2 separate regions of the Macaca mulatta genome follow, and region 1 is linked to region 2. The links are chromatin contacts, called in public Hi-C maps. All regions are on one chromosome and are shown on one strand. The core of a region is the stretch at or near the end of the contact, and the rest is flanking DNA. Distances in the headings are between cores, read along the strand shown.

Region 1 (4,025 bases), core at 178-2,677, 100 kb after region 2:
AGTAGCTGGGACTACAGGCGCCCGCCACCTCGCCCGGCTAGTTTTTTGTATTTTTTTTTAGTAGAGACGGGGTTTCACCGTGCTAGCCAGGATGGTCTCGATCTCCTGACCTCGTGATCCGCCCGTCTCGGCCTCCCAAAGTGCTGGGATTACGGGCTTGAGCCACCGCGCCCGGCCAATTTTTGTATTTTTAATAGAAATGGGCGTTTCACCATGTTGGCCAGACTGGTGTCGAACTCCTGACTTCAAGTGATCCGCCCGCCTCCGCCTCCCAAAGTGCTGGGATTACAGGCGTGAGCCACTGCGCCCGAATCCTATCGGAAATTTTTAAGTCTCAGGCGTTTGCCAGCGGCACGCCAGAGAGTATAGCCTGCACCGAGGCCCAGAAACCAAAGAGCGAGCTCATTCCGGGATTGGAGAGGAGTGTGAGCGGAGGGAAGCAGAGGGATCAGAGAGAGGAGGGGCAGGACCCACGCATTCGGCCCTTTGCATTCAGCCTCATTCAACTAGGAACTTTTCCTGCAAATCAAGCAAAGCTTCCCGGAGGAAGTGGTGCCTAAGCTGCGCTCTGATTCTCGTTTAGAAGCTGACAAGACAAAGAGAGGTGGGCGGTCCTGGCAGGGGGAGGGACTCGGCAAAAACCAAGTACCTTGAGAGGGGTTGATGGGTTTTAAAAACTTTGAATGATTATGTCAAAGGCTAGGGATTTAATGTGTTGACTGCGGACTCCTATTCCTCACTTGCTTGGGGACCCCAGCGATGCCATTCCTCTCTCTGGGCCTCTCACTGATTCAGTTTTTCTCCCAGGTAATGAGCACAAGCTCCCTTTTTCCTCGAGACTCCCCCCGGGTTGGGAGGATCCACCGAGTGGACTAGGCGTGATCGTTCCTTTGAGCCAATCGTTGGTGCCTGAAGCCCCGCCTTCTTCCCCACCCGTGGGCCAATTGTCGTGTTCTCCTTGAGACTGGCCGCTTGGCGAGGGTGAAAGGCCGCGTGACGTCACTTCCGGATAAACCAATGGCAGCGATTAAGAGGCGGGTCGTTTTGGTGATGGACAGTTGTTTCAAGACGCCCCTTTAGCGCGGGGCTCCCCGGGAAGCTTTGAGGCGGTGCTGGGGGTAAAGGGGCGGGCATTCCTCGTGGATTTTGCCCAATCACCAGTCGCGCTTCTTGCAATAGACGGGCAGTTTTCCCCATCTCGGGTCGACTTGAGGGGGCGGGATTCTGGACGCCAGTGTTGGCAAACCCCTGACCTATGATGGACGTATTCTCCAGCCAATTATCAGACGGTATTCTCAGACGGGCCGCCTCCATTGCCAATGAAATCTTCCAGCGGGGTCGCGGTAGGCGGGCCGTGGACCCTCTGGTATAAGGCGGTCCCGGGGGAGTGAGGAGAAAGGGGGGGTCTTGGCGGCTGGAGGAGGAGTAGTTGCGGGTGAAGATGGCGGCAGCCGAGGCCGCGAACTGCATCATGGAGGTGAGCGCTTGGAGCGCCGCCGTGGGCGGGGGTCGGCTTTGGGTCGATGTTTCACGCCTCTGTGGTGGGGAAAGGGCTCTAAGTTGGCGACATGGGGTTGGAGGTCCCCCGCCGCACACGGGGGCGCCGCACGCTCCACATCCGGGGATATCGTTTGAGGTGACGGCTCCCTAGCTTTCAAGGGCCTTCGGCATCCGGCCTAGCGGAGGGTCTTATCCCCCCTCCCACGTGGAGGAGGGCTGGGGGCGCTTCCGGCCAGGCCCCCACGTGGCCGCGGCGCGGTGGGTGGGGAGGGGGTGTGCCGAGTCCGGTGGCCCGGCGGGCTCCACGTGCGGGACAAAGGCCCCGCCCCCGGCCGGGGAGGGGCGCCCGGGGGGGCGGGGAGGGGGTCCGACCCTCCTGAGGCCCCCAGCCCTCCTACCCAGGGACCCGGGCACACGTCGTGGGGTGGGATCGACCTGGGGCCCTCCACGATGTAGAGTGTCTTTTGGGAGGAGCAGTGCCTTTTACAACCTCCTTCCGAGCTCCAGGGGCATCTATTGGGATATCGGCCCTGGATTTGTGCGTTCTGGATTAGGGACTGGAGGAAAACCAAGAATGGGGCCCCCCTGACCCCATTTCCCCTCCTAGAGTTCTCCCCCTCACCCAGGGCTTTAGGTGTTGGGGGATGGGGCATGCCCCTGTGACCTCCCTCTGGGTGGTGGTGGGGCATCTAGATGGAGATTTTCCCACTAATAGGCGCCGTGCACCCCCTTGTGGCCATTTCTGGGTGTGTGGGAGGGACATCTTTTTCATGGGGCGTGTCCTGAAGCCCACCTCCCGTCGGATTTCTTCCTGGAGGGCGGAGGGAGGAGGGTACGTCCGCTGGGAAGGAGTTGTGGGAAATACGTAGGCTGAGAGCTTTACCCTCTGCTGGAGCGCTTTCTCTCTCCTGGGCCTTTGTGAGGGCGGGAGATGACCTCCCCCTTCCTGAAGCCCTGTGTAGGGGTCCTGAGCCCCGGGGTCCTGAGGGTGGGTGCCTGAAATGGTTTCAAGTGAGGTTTGGTTCTCGTGCAGCCATGTGGGGGAGGTTTCAGTCTTGCGTTTTAAGCCTTCGGGCTGGGGTTGTCTGGCAGTAGTTTTCAGTGGTGGTGATAAATGGGCCCCAGCGGGAAACCCCCGCAGCACCTTTCTTATAGGCATCCCCGCTGGCTTGGGAGAGCTGGGGGGAGGGTGTTTGGAGCCTAGTAGGTCATGGCCAGTGACGTGGCCCTTCTTGGAGTGGTCACATCTGGAAGAGATGTAATCTGATGGGGCCTCTGTCCTTCCACCCCTTTACCCATGGCATTGACTGGGGGGGCAGGTCAGCTGTAAGCTGTCAGGATGCAGCTCCCAGGGGTCACTGTAATGACTTCGCACCCTCTTGGCTGTCTCCTGCACCTGGGGCTCTGTGGGCGGAGGAAATAACTTTCCCAGAGGTGGCCTCAGGCTTGGCCGCACCTGGAAGTCTTCAGGACCTGGGATGGGTGTCTGAAATGGGGGCGATGGGCTGACTCCCCAAGCTACTTTTTTTTTTTTTTTTTTTTTTTTTTTTTGAGACGGAGTCTTAATCTGTCACCAAGGCTGGAGTGCAATGGCTTGATCTCGGCTCATTGCAACCTCCGCTTCCTGGGTTCAAGCGATTCTCCTGCCTCAGCCTCTTGAATAGCTGGGATGACAGGCACCCGCCACCAGGCCCAGCTAATTTTTGTATTTTTAGTAGAGATGGGGATTCACCATGTTGGTCAGGCCGGTCTCAAACTCCTGACCTAAGGTGACCCACCCGCCTCTGCCTCCCAAACTGCTGGGATTACAGGTGTGAGCCACCGCGCCCCCAAGCCACTTTCTGGAGCCCGCTCATTCTTAAGAGGGTCCAGGAGCTGCCCATCCTCCATGGGACCCTACCTTCGTGGGCAGAGGGTCATAAGGGAGCGGGTTGGTTCCAGCTGGTTTTGTTTGGGGCTCCTGAGTCCAAGGCAGGAGCTGGGGGCTGGGGTACTAGCTCTGGGGAAGTGCCCGTGTGCCACACCTCTATTCTGGAATCCTCTCAGACATGAGACTGGTTTGCAGAGGTGGCAGATGCCCTGTGGGCATACCCTGCCAGCCTCGTTCCCTCCTGCTATTCATGGCACCCTGGGATAGGGGTGTGTGTGTCAGGAAGTGTCACCTAATCTGGGGGAGATTAGGTGATGAGAGGGAGCGACAGCTGGCGGGGGTGGGTGCCAGTTCCCCTGGCCTGGATGGGGGAGGTGTGTGGTCAGCTGCCTGGCCAGAGAGGGGCAACAAGGGGGCAGGCCACCATCTCTCCAGCCACAGCTGGGATAGGAGACCCCCTTTCTTCTCCCCTCACTTTTCCCATCCCTTTCTTAAACACCCCACCTCATTACTTGCCCTCTTTGCCACCACTCCCCGCCAAGAAGGAGAATTGCTGGAAACCCCACCCCCCCCACCCCCCCCCACCCCGCCAGAGCCCAGGTCCCCGCGCCCAGCCCTCCCGCAGCCACTCCCAGTAGCTAATCCTTTCTCCCTG
Region 2 (3,850 bases), core at 1,097-3,596:
ATGAAGAAACAAGTAAAATGAGGCCAGGCTCAATGGCTCCCACTTGCAATCTTAGCATAGCACTTTGGGAGGCCAAGGCAGGAGGATTGCTTAAGCCCAGGAGTTTGAGACCAGCCTGGGCAACACAGCGAGATCTTGTATTTTTTTTTTTTTTGATACGGAGTCTCGCCCTGTCGCCCAGGCTGGAGTGCAGTGGCACGATCTCCGCTCACTGCAACCTCCGCCTCCCGGGTTCACGCCATTCTTCTGCTTCAGCCTCCCGAGTAGCTGGGTCTACAGGAGCCCGCCATCACGCCCGGCTAATTTTTTTTTTTTTTTTTTTTTTTGAGACGGAGTCTCGCTCTGTCACCCAGGCTGGAGTGCAGTGGCCGGATCTCAGCTCACTGCAAGCTCCGCCTCCCGGGTTCACGCCATTCTCCTGCCTCAGCCTCCCGAGTAGCTGGGACTACAGGCGCCTGCCACCTCGCCCGGCTAAGTTTTTGTATTTTTAGTAGAGACGGGGTTTCACTGTGTTACCCAGGATGGTCTCGATCTCCTGACCTCGTGATCCGCCCGTCTCGGCCTCCCAAAGTGCTGGGATTACAGGCTTGAGCCACCGCGCCCGGCCACGCCCGGCTAATTTTTTGTATTTTTAGTAGAGACAGGGTTTCACCATGTTAGCAAGGATGGTCTCGATCTCCTGACCTCGTGATCCGCCTGCCTGGGCCCCCCAAAGTACTCGGATTACAGACATGAGCCACCACGCCCAGCCGGAACAGTTCTAAATTAAGAGAGATGTAAAACACAATAGCAAAAAACACTATATCCTGATTGCAACAAACCCACAGTTACACTGGACTTGACTCTGCACCACGTAATGGATAGTAGTCTAGAATTACAGTTGTTCTTGTAAAGTGTGATAATGGTATTGTGGTCATATTAGCAATGTTTCTGGTTTTCACACGCGCACCCTGTTAAATAAAATTTATAGAAGGTCATTGGTTAGGACTGAGCTCCTGCACTAGGTTCAACGAACCAAACCAAAATGGAGTCACTCATGCTAAAGTTCCATGCTTCCAAGCCAAAACTAAGTTGATACCCGATCTTCTGAGACATCGGGAGAGAGATAATAGCCAAATCCCCAAACAGCCCAGTTTTAGCCCACCTGATAAAGGAAGTCCCCTCTACTTTAACCTTTAACTTAGAAATTTAATCAAGTTAATCAATTTAACCAACTAGCTTTTTGTTTTCAGTTTCTGACTTTCTCAGCCCTTTGTCTCTGAAAACAACCTCCTCCTCTGCTCAGCTCATCGGAACACTCATGCTATTTTCCATAATTAGATGTTGTTCGATTGTAGATCCACAAATAAATGCCAATTAAGATCTTCTCACTACATGTGTTGTAATTTTGTCTTTTGACAATCCTTAAGTGTCGAGATGCCGAGGATTTGTTTTAATCTCTTTATGGTTAAAAAAAAAAACACAGCAAGTATGGCAAAAATAATAATTGGTAGATTTGGGTGACAGAAATTCCTGTATTCTTCTCTCAGTTTTATGTAAGTTTGAACATTTTCATAAGAAAACATTAACATCAAACTGTCTCAAGGACCCTTCAAGCCCCAAGTTCACAGAATTAGCAGCACAATCAGAATGCGAATCCACGACTGCCTGACCCCGAAGCTCCACACAGGAAAAGGTGAATCCCTGCACCAACCCCGAGAGGGAAGGGGCTATCAAAAACGTGAAGAGAAGGTGGCGATGGACGACTGCACAATCTGGTATCGCCCGCCGTCCCACCACAGTCTGAGAAACTGAGGCCAGGAAAGGAGTTATCTTTCCTCAACTCCCACTGCTTAGACCGCCAGCAATCCCAGTCCACTCCTTCCCTTGGGACCACCAGCAAATCGCCATCATCTACAGCGGAACTGTAACTCTCAGGAGAACTGGCCGATGCTGGCTACCACTTCGCTGAGTTTATTGTGAGAGAGAGTGAGAGTGAGTGAGTGAGAGTGAGAGACACAGAAGGAGAGAGAACTGCCCGATGGACGGTTGGCCACCTCCAGGAGAGTGTAGTTCAGCTTCAAACTTGGGGCGCCCGGACAGCTCTATTAATAATGATTGACAGGGAATCGGGAATCCAAAATCTTGCCCCAGTCTCCCTCAGGACCCCAGATCTCTAGCCCGCAGGAAAGCGATCCCAGCAACACCCTTCCTGCACCGCCTCGAACTTACCTCCCGAACGACTCCCGGTCCCTCGGTCGCTTCTTCAACTGTGCCCCGACACCGGAAAGGAGCACTATTTTCCCCCTCCGCTCCGCCCACTTCCGCCCAGTAGAAGGCATCGGAAGTAGAGCTGCCCCTAGTTGCGGAAGTGCCTCGCCTGGCTTGCTCAAGTCCTCTCTTCTCTTTCTCCCTTCGGAAACGTGAGTGGCAAATAGAAGGTTCCGGATATTGAACCTGGTGGGAATATGGAGAACGCTTACTATGTACTAGGCATTTCCCAGGGAGATCGTTTTTTCCTGCTTGATTCCCAGGCTTTGAGTCCCTCCAAGCCCAAATTTAAGGACTAATCACTTCCCCTAGAGATCGGGAAGCCCACTTCCCCAAATATATCATCCACTCTTCTTGCTGCATCTTAAAACTCAATTGAGAAGGGACAACTGCGCTCCCATTTTACAGACAGAGCCATTGGGAAATTGAAAGTCAAAGCCGTTCAAGTCGCCCTCAGGAAACAGGGATTTACTGCGGCACTGCCCAGCTGTCCCAGGGACTAAGGCATATCGTCCCCGCTAGTTTCTAGGTATCTAGGGACCCAGACATTAATTTTTCTAGCTCGGCCAGGCGAACTTCCAGGGTACAGCCAGAGCGGGTAGGGGGCGAGAGGGAGGAGGAGGGTCGAATCCAATCCCCCAAGTGCCCCATGGTATTCGACACCTTGGCTTCCCCATGGATCTCCGGACTTTAAGTCCTTTATCCCAAGGTCCCTTTAAATACTTTGTCCCTTACCTGAGTCCCGCCCAGGGCAGGTAATGGCAAGTTCCGCCCCCCTGCCAGAAACCGGGATCAGGCTTGGTTACCGGGAGTGGGGCACCCTCCTCCTTATCCCCTCCCCTCTTCCCTGTCCCTCTTCACAGCTGGCTAAGGAGGTCTCCATTAAAGAGGAAGGGGCAGTGCTCACATTTCTGGGCAGGTAAGTGAATGTCCCTGGAGGAAGAGCCTGGCTTGGGGACCCAGGCATCCTGGCTTCCCGCCCCTCCGAGACCCAGAAGTTTGGGGCTCCTAGGCCCAGGAGTCCAAGGCCCCTGCCCCCTAGGTCCCTAGACCCGATAATACAACTAATCCTCTGCCTCTGCCTCTCTTGTAATCTTTGTTGTCTGTGGGTGGATGTGACAATGAGCACAGAGAGAGGCACAAGTGGAAATTACCAGGAAGGGAAGACTCCAGATCACCAGTGGACATGTTTATGAGCATCTGTGTCAGGTGCTGTAGACACAATGGGGAAAAAAGATAAGCTGCCTGCTCTCTGCTCTCTTCTCTGGCGGACACTGCCTTCACTGAAATCCTGGCTCTCACACTTGCACACTGTGTGAACTTTGGCAAGCTATTTTACCTCTCTGTGCCTCAGTTTCCTTTTCTCTATATTGGGGACAATAATAGGACTCCTGGTCGGGCGCAGTGGCTCACACCTGTAATCCCAGCACTTTGGGAGGCTGAAGCAGGTGGATCACTTGAGGACAGGAGTTTGAGACCAGACTGGCCAACATGGTGAAACCCTGTCTGTACTAAAAATGTAAAAATTAGCCGGGCATGGGCCGGGCGCGGTGGCTCACGCCTATAATCCCAGCACTTTGGGAGGCTGAGGCGGGCAGAT

Evidence for each region. A called contact is a pair of places that touch in the nucleus more often than the background predicts.
Region 1: a Hi-C map of CD4 T cells shows a contact between it and region 2, with 4 times the contacts expected there. The contact joins the promoter of PRMT1 here to the promoter of PRRG2 in region 2. A contact is called at or near these places in 3 of 14 Hi-C or Micro-C datasets (CD4 T cells, cortical neurons and liver).

Annotation. Positions count from the first base shown.
Region 1 is chr19:62,129,461-62,133,485 of T2T-MMU8v2.0, forward strand. It overlaps PRMT1 (protein arginine methyltransferase 1), which reads left to right and starts at 1,428. Exons shown (of 9, transcript XM_077981014.1): 1 at 1,428-1,477. The coding sequence starts at 1,442.
Region 2 is chr19:62,026,728-62,030,577 of T2T-MMU8v2.0, forward strand. It overlaps PRRG2 (proline rich and Gla domain 2), which reads left to right and starts at 2,347. Exons shown (of 8, transcript XM_015124583.3): 1 at 2,347-2,402; 2 at 3,114-3,169. It also overlaps a transcript of NOSIP not described here.